2 separate regions of the Drosophila melanogaster genome follow, and region 2 is linked to region 1. A link is a contact called in public Hi-C data. All regions are on one chromosome and are shown on one strand. The core of a region is the stretch at or near the end of the contact, and the rest is flanking DNA. Distances in the headings are between cores, read along the strand shown. Region 1 holds the start of INPP5E (Inositol polyphosphate 5-phosphatase E). Region 2 holds the start of ArfGAP1 (ADP-ribosylation factor GTPase activating protein 1).

Evidence for each region. Hi-C and Micro-C count contacts between places; a contact is called where the count stands out from the background.
Region 2: a Hi-C map of the Kc167 cell line shows a contact between it and region 1, with 2.0 times the contacts expected there. A contact is called at or near these places in 10 of 107 Hi-C or Micro-C datasets (the D17-c3 cell line, the Kc167 cell line, the S2 cell line and 3 more) and 3 of 7 datasets of targeted methods (the Kc167 cell line and the S2 cell line).

The regions. Positions count from the first base shown.
Region 1 is chr3L:12,275,834-12,279,762 of dm6, forward strand. It overlaps INPP5E (Inositol polyphosphate 5-phosphatase E), which reads left to right and starts at 1,822. Exons shown (of 5, transcript NM_140309.2): 1 at 1,822-1,903; 2 at 2,393-2,450; 3 at 2,521-3,929. The coding sequence starts at 2,827. Sms (Spermine synthase) reads right to left here and starts at 1,418. Exons shown (of 4, transcript NM_168496.2): 1 at 1,057-1,418. The coding sequence starts at 1,341.
Region 2 is chr3L:12,415,292-12,419,220 of dm6, forward strand. It overlaps ArfGAP1 (ADP-ribosylation factor GTPase activating protein 1), which reads right to left and starts at 2,289. Exons shown (of 5, transcript NM_079316.3): 1 at 1,862-2,289; 2 at 1,249-1,796; 3 at 984-1,188; 4 at 654-713; 5 at 1-578. The coding sequence starts at 1,921. The coding sequence ends at 45.

The DNA of each region.
Region 1 (3,929 bases), core at 572-3,071:
AAGTACAAAGGTTTGTTGAGATTATATCCTAACTAACTCCATCATTGTATAAAAATATAATTTTATAAAAATTTTACTTGGGATTTTGTTAAAGCTATAGTTATAGAACAAAACAATTTTAGACTTTTTGACATAATTTAATTTTTTTGATGCTATTTAGCTTACCGTAGCTGTAGGCATATGTACATGGGACATTTTCTCTAGCATTTTAGATGTACTTAAACAAATGATGGAAGAAATTGAAATATTCTATCAAATTTTATATTCTTTGTTGTTTTACAAACAAATACTGGTTGTCATTTTGAAAACCCTCAGATTTGTGGTATCAACAGTCATTTTGTTGACTTAGGTTTGTTTATATGTGCATGCGTAAGTAGAGTAAACTGGTATAAGAAAGTTTAAGTATCAAATGAAATAATGCGTGCCTAAGGGTGTAACCTGAAATCTGGTTTCTGTAATAAGGGCCGCATATTCCGGGTGTTTTTCTTCTTATTAGTATGGGTACCATGCCCCAAAGGGGCGCCAATCAATAGATCGCGAGTCGAACCCAACCCACGTGCTCCGGCCAAATGTGAAAAGCATAGAAACGGGACCGGAACGACAAGTTAACCTAGCAAAGCCCAGCTGAAATCGCTATGTATGTGATGTGTGCTTCAGAGGTGTTAGATAATAGAAACTGGTGAAAGTGCTGGGATGGGGGCAGCCATCACTTGAGGCCAAGGACGGACGAACTGACCCTGACCAAGTGCCGGCCATTTGAGCTCGCCGAGTGGTCAGGAACACACTCACACACACAACCAATCAACCCACCCACATGGTTGCCCACTTGCCATGCACACACCCCCACATGTATGTATGATGAAGCAACAACACTCGGGTACAAGTGCGCGGAAAATCAATTTTACCCGGTGGGTGGAAAACCCTTTCCCCAACTAATCAGCCGAGACACGGAAACTGGGAGGGTAAGAAAGATGTGGGTGGTGGTGCTGCTGTCGGGTGTTTGCTTGCTTGTTTTTTGAGTTTTTTAAAGGAATCTAAATTGCACTGAATACGTACGTCGAAGGATATGCTCGGCTCCTTGCCATCGGGCAGGAAGTACTCCACGTTGAGCGTCAGCAGGCCGTGCTGGAAGATGCGGCAGGTAATCACCGTGTCCTTGTTCTCGTGCAGCACCGCAAAGTAGCCGTTTTCCGGCGACTCCATCGAGTAGGCCAGCTCCAGCTGGGGGAACAGCTGCTCCAGCTCGTTACGCAGGATTTTGGCCACCTGGAGGCGCGCCTCCTCATCCGCCGTCTTGTCCTTGTCCAGCGTGAAATCAAACAGTATCGTCTGGGCCGCCATCGTGCTTAACTTGCGCTAATCCGTTGAACAAAAACGCTGAACCGCGTACCGACCGAAACGAAATACTAGTGATGCGCCTTACGAGCACCGATAGCAAGTCGATTTCGATTGCACTTCTAGTGTGGCTGTATAATACAGTTAATTAAACCTTATTATTTTTTTTAATATAAGAAACGGTTTATTAAATAATTGTAAAAAATAATAAAGTACATTTAATAATAATGTTATAAATTCCTCTTAATAAATTTTTGAAGGGTACTTGGCCCACAATTTTGTATTGAATATATAGCGCTTTGTTATGTATGTTTACCTAATAAATATTACATTGGTACGTTTTGCTGGAAACACAATTAAATACAAATCTTAATTAATATTTAAGAAATATTTCTTTAAATCTATCGTGTCACAACCCAGCCACTGAAACACCCCCGCCCGCACCTATCGATACGTGCTCCCACTTATCGGCAGTTGGCTGCCCACTTTTGCCACCCCTAAATCGCAGTTCCCACGACAAGTTCCGCACTTGCTCGGAGTTTTTGGGTGTAAACAACATTGGAACGCGGTAAATCATACAAAAATTACATAAATCGCATAGGTGACAGCAGCGTGGAAGGGTAGTGCGTACCAGTGCGGAACATGAAAAGCACACCAAGAGCGAAATCAATGCGCACCTGAACCTGAACTTGAATATCGCATGTGTGCTATGTGCTATTGTTGCTGCTTTTATGCTAGACGTAGGCCAACAACACAAGAACAACAAGGCTGCGCTGACGGGAACAATGGTCTGCTAATTATAAATCTCTCGATCCCAGAGAATCGAATCAGCCAGCAGACGACGGATATTGTGCTTGTGTTCAGACGTTCAGATGCTGAGTGCTCAGTGCTTGGATGCGTGGGCGCCGCAGCATGCCAATGTTGTTACGTCGTCGCCAAAGACCACCCTTCCGCGACCAACCACCCCCCAAATCGCCCACAATCCTCCCCATTTTATATATCGCGACGGTGTCGCCACAGTTATTACCCAGCATATTGATTTTCTGAATCCTTTCAGCTCTCTCGCCCCAAAGGATCTGCCCACATATGTGTTTTTTTTATTTAGTTGCTTGCAGGTTAGTAAGTGTATTATACCCTTGGTATTACCAACCCGCCTAAATGTTTACCTTCATTAAAATCTTACAGAACAGCACACGCAATCGCCGCCAGTCAGCCCAATTAGCCTGATTTCGTGTACGTCATCGCCGAGCCCAAAATAATTTGCATTGCGACCAGCCAGAACGCCGGACCAAAGTCGCATTTGCATTGTGCTCGCTCGATGACGTCTGGCTTTACTATTTATATGGCCGGCAGCCAGAGGCCATCGCACAATGAGCTCGGTTCGAGAGATCCGGCAGATAGAGCGAATTAACTTGACAAAAGGGGGGCATGATAACCACTTAGCACCTTCACCTTAGATGATAGAATCATTTCGTTCGGACTAAAGCCAACATGCAGCACAGCAGCGCGGGAAGTGAGGAACGGATAACCAGTTCCACCAGCAGTCCCAGATCCGGTCACAAGACCGCGAGCTCCCTGTTCGGTTTGCTGAGCAAGCGACCTAGTAAGGTGGAGCCACATCCCGTGACACCCGAATCGCCAAGATTACAACAGAGACCCGTGTCCGCCTGTGGCCAATACGATGTCAGTTTCGCCAAGTGCAATGCAGATACGTCTGCAAACCATGTCAATAACAATGGGAGCACCCTCAAAAGCCAAACGCTGCCGCTGGAGAAGTCGCACAGCGGGCTGATCAGCTTCCACAGGCGTGCAAAGCCAAGTTCCTCGAAAGGAAAGAATCACTCGCACCGGCACAGTACGGATGCTGGTTCCCAAAGCGATGGAGGAGCCGACGTGGTGATGCGGCGCAAGTCGCCCAAGCATCGCTCACCCAATCACAATAGATTTAGTCACCAGTTCAGTCTGTGCTGCAAGGCGGAAAAGAAACCGATGACACCGCCGGTGACCGTGCGTTATAACTCCATACCGGATAGCAACAGTGTTCTGCGGCGCGATAACCTCTCGCTAAGTTGGAGCATGGTGGACAACAACTCGGGCTCGCTGCACTCCAGCGAAGGATCCTCACACCGACCGCGTCCGTCCAGTGAGTGTGCCAGTGCGCCAGAATCACCGGTGGCCAGCAAAACCTTCTTTGCCCACTGCAGCCCTGCTGCGGCCAGCGCTTCGGTGGCACGGAGCGAAAGCCTTCAAAATCGCTCGCCCATTCGACCCATGGCAGTATCAGCCTGCCGATCCCGACTGCGTTTAAAGCTCTATCCACCTGGACAAGAGTTACCCCCTCTTCAGGCAGCCACAGAACCTGGTGACATTAAAAGAGCCACCACACCACAGCACATGTCCTCGCCGAATATAGCCACTCAGCCAGATGGAATAGAACACATAGAGGAGCAGCCAGGCGTGAGGTTTATGTCGCACGAGAACATGACACTCCAAAGACAGGGTTCGGGATCTAATCTGGCTCGCCAGACTTTAATGGCGGCACATGCATTGAATCTGATCCCGGCGGATAACGCCAGGGAGCGAAGTTACCTGGA
Region 2 (3,929 bases), core at 1,039-3,538, 140 kb after region 1:
TGGAATACAAAAAATACAATCGCATAAGCTGCTCGCCACGGTTTCTAGTTCATCAGCAGATTCCAGGCGTCGTCCTCGGCAGTGCCTTTGTTGGCGGACGAGGCCGTTGCCGTCTTGGGCTTCACACTCTTCACGTCCAGGCTCTCGAAGCCCTCGCTCAGCTTCTGCGATGTGTCCTGCAGCTTCATGTTGCGGCGAGCTGTCGATCCGCCGGACGAAGCGTTCTGGTAGGAGGTCTCTGAACTCTGATAGTTCGTCGCCTCGAAGCCGGACCAGTCAGCGTCGCGGGTTAGGCCGGCGGAGGCGGTACCGCCGCCGCTGCTGCTACTCAACTGATTGTGGTACGAACTCGAGCTGGTCATGTGCGACTTGCTGTTGCCGTTGTCCTGCCAGCCGCCCCAGTCGCTGTCGCTGACGCCGCTCTGCTGACCCAAGCCTCCGGCCAGATTACCGCCCACGGAATTGGAACGCTGGTAGGCGCTGCTGTCCTCGAAGTTGGGATCGTTGTATCCGCCCTGCGGCGACGAAATGTTGCTGCCCGCCAGATTATTCCAACCTCGTTTGCCCATATCGGTGACCTGCGATCGGTATGTTTATATGTTAGAGGGATGTGGGTTTAGAGAAGATTAACTGGATGATGGGGAACTACAGACCTTGCTGGCTACATCGGTAACTCCGCATTGTACGGAATCTAGCAGAGTTCCCTCTTTAATCTACAACCAAAAAAAGATGCAAATAAATAATACAAACAATAAGGTGTACCAATTAAATTAACAAACAAATATGGGGATTAACTAAAGGGATTTTGCTCTCTTTTGTTGTTAAGGTGGGTTTCTACAGCTTTAAATTATTTAAAACTAATCAGCAGACTAATAATAAACCAAAAGAATACAAAATCAACATAATATTGAACCAAATCGAAGAGAATAGGCAAATAAGGAATCAAAATCTGAAAGATATACGAGCTGAGGCGCAGGACTCACCTTTGTCGAGGCCAAATTGACGGTGGTGACGGCCTTCTCCTTGGCGGTGCTGGCCAACTTGGAGGCGTTGGTGGAGAAAAGGCTCCAGCCAGAGGCCAAAGTGGAAAGCGTCGAGTCGAAAAGCTCCTGAGATTGCGTTTTCGGTGGTGGTTCGCGTGTGAACCCGAAACCTGCATATTTTCCGCCCTGACTCGGTGGCAAGTTTCTGAAACAATCAACTAGGATAAATCATAGCTAATGGACAGATATGCCATTAAGATCCTACTCTGGCCTGGAGGCATTCTCCACTTGGCGTCGGCTGAAGAACTCCTCCTTCTGGTCCTTGAACTCCTGCGTTTGGTACTGCTGATAGCCTCCAGGCTCGGCGCCTCCGCCATTCTGATAGCCTCCGTTTCCGCCATAACCTGTTGCACTGGGTCGCGACTGGTAGCTGCTGTTGCTGGAGCCACCTGAGCTGAAGCTATTGTTGCTGCCCACGCGGCCTTGCGCCTCCTTGAGATCCCAGCTCTTGCCCTGGGCCAAGGTGGCTATCTTATCGCGGTACAAAGCAGCCGCCTTCGAGTTGTAACGCTGCGTGATAGGCGCCCGTTCGTTCCAGTCCTCCTGATCCTCCAGAAACTCGCGCGCATTGCGATTGCCGCCCGCCTTCATCTTCTCCAGCTCGATGTCCTTCCACTTATCCATAGTGACGGAGCGCACGAAGGACAGATGCACGCCCAGACTGCGATGCTTGCCGGAGCACTCCAGGCAGATCCAGATGCCGTAGGTCACGGACACCCACTGCGGATTGTGGGTACCGCACTCGAAGCATTTCTAGTCATTTTTAAACAAAGAAATTGAAGCTTATCTAGCGTATGTGGACAAAGGAGCAAACCTACCGAGTTCTCATCCTGGGGTTTCAGTTCCTGGAGCACCCGTCGCGTTCTGGGACTCGCCATGGCAACTGGTTTCTATGGTTTCTGGCCCTGCTCTGGCGGATTGCCCAACTCTTTGCGTTCAGTTGGCTTCAGTTTCGCAGCTGATAACCGAGTTGCTAATGAAACTTTTGCTGACGCTGGCGCTGATTTGGGTGCAATCTTGGCTTTGAGATGGGGCGATTTGAAGCTCTCACACACGCTTACGAGCCTTTAAAGTCCACGGATCGCGACGAACGCCTGGCCAAACGCATTTAACAGAGTTTTGAATTTTTTTGGATCAGCTGGGACGCTTGCAATTAATGGCAAATTGGCAAAAAAAAAGTGTTAAGCGTGTCCCACTTGGAATTGGAGATGAGCTGACCACTCACGACAGCATCGATATACCGAATATTGCATGGAAAACCAAAGGAAGTTGGGCATACTATCGATATTTACCCATCTCAAAGTTCCACTTGGATTTTTGTTTTGCAGTGTGACCAAAGTGCAACTAAAGTGGAACGTTCGGAATTGCGATATATCGATAGTTTATTGAAAATGAGCGGGATATTTAAATATCTTAAGCAAACAAGTTTAATATATTTGAAACTGTCTTTCATAAAAGAAAACCTAAAAATATTAGCTTTAACATGTTTTAATGTTTTAATTTAAAATTCTATCGGTTTTATAAAAACAATAAAATATTTTTTTACTCTGTTGCTGTATTATATTTATTGTATATAGCTTGCATATAATATATTCAAGCTGCTTATTTACTAAATATTTCGAAAAAAGTTAGATAAGAACAAATATTTTCGAAATTATATAAATTAAATTAGACATTTAGAAAACCATTTTTATTCATCATTATCCAACATATGTTAATGTTAATGTGTTAATAATGTTAATAATGTTAATATACACATACATATTTTAGCTAAATATTGCACAAAAATCTCTGTCCGCTCTCCAGCAAATTCAATTAACCCAACTCGATGGCATCGCCTTTGTTGCGAGCACGCCGAAAACCCTTCAACAAATTATACATTATCACGCTGATCTGATTTCCAGATCTTCAGTACTCGTGCGGCGACTGGAGATGCAGCGCCGCCAATTTGCGCTGCGTCATCCCGAAAAAAGTTAATAAAAACAGCGATTTATCACACTCCTAACAGTAATCAATCTCCTACCGACTGTCGGTGGATTTTGATTCGATTTCGGTGTTTTGAATCCCGGACAGGGGAAATTACTTACATGATCGACTTCAATGCAAACAGACCGCGGGTGGCAGGGCCACCAAAGATGAAAGGGAACTCAAATCTGAGAGAATTTGGAGCCGCCTAAAAGCCATTTCCCTTTTCCCCATTTTTCAGTGCCCCTTGGAGGAAAAGTCCAAAAGGTAGGTGACCACACGCGTCTGCACATAATTCAATGCCATTCGGATTAGCATATAATTATGCACAATATTTCCGCAGTTCGGCTCTGCCTGCCCACCGCTAATTCCCTTTCAATTTCCAAACTCGCGCATTTATTTAAGTCAGCGTCTTTTGGCATCTCAGCGGATCTATAATTGCCGTCGCACGCCCAACAAGGGGGGCGTGGCAGATCAGATCTGGATGCGAGCGGCAACGAGCATATAATTGCCGCGGCGACCGCAGGATGTGTTGAATTTAAAAGCCTGCCGGGTAATCCGATCGATCGATCCGCCGATCGCCACGTCCCAGCCAACTTACGACTCCTTCCTTCGCTAAGTGAGCCGATGAGCCAGTGAGCCAAAGAGCCGGGCGTTCCTGGCTGGGCACTCGCTCGACGCTTTCAACAACTACTTGTCCCGCTGCCGGAGCGGATCCAATGCACTGAGATAAATAACAGACTTCTCAGATGAGAAAATAACCTTTCATATTCTATCAAGTAGTTAACAAAACGATCTTAGATTTTAGTTCATAATATTATGAGACTACTTCCTTTAGCTTCCTTTCTGTTGAAGACATCTCTTTAGTAAATCAAAATTTTCTAAGTTTGTTCAATCTAAATATAGAATTTTTAGCATTGA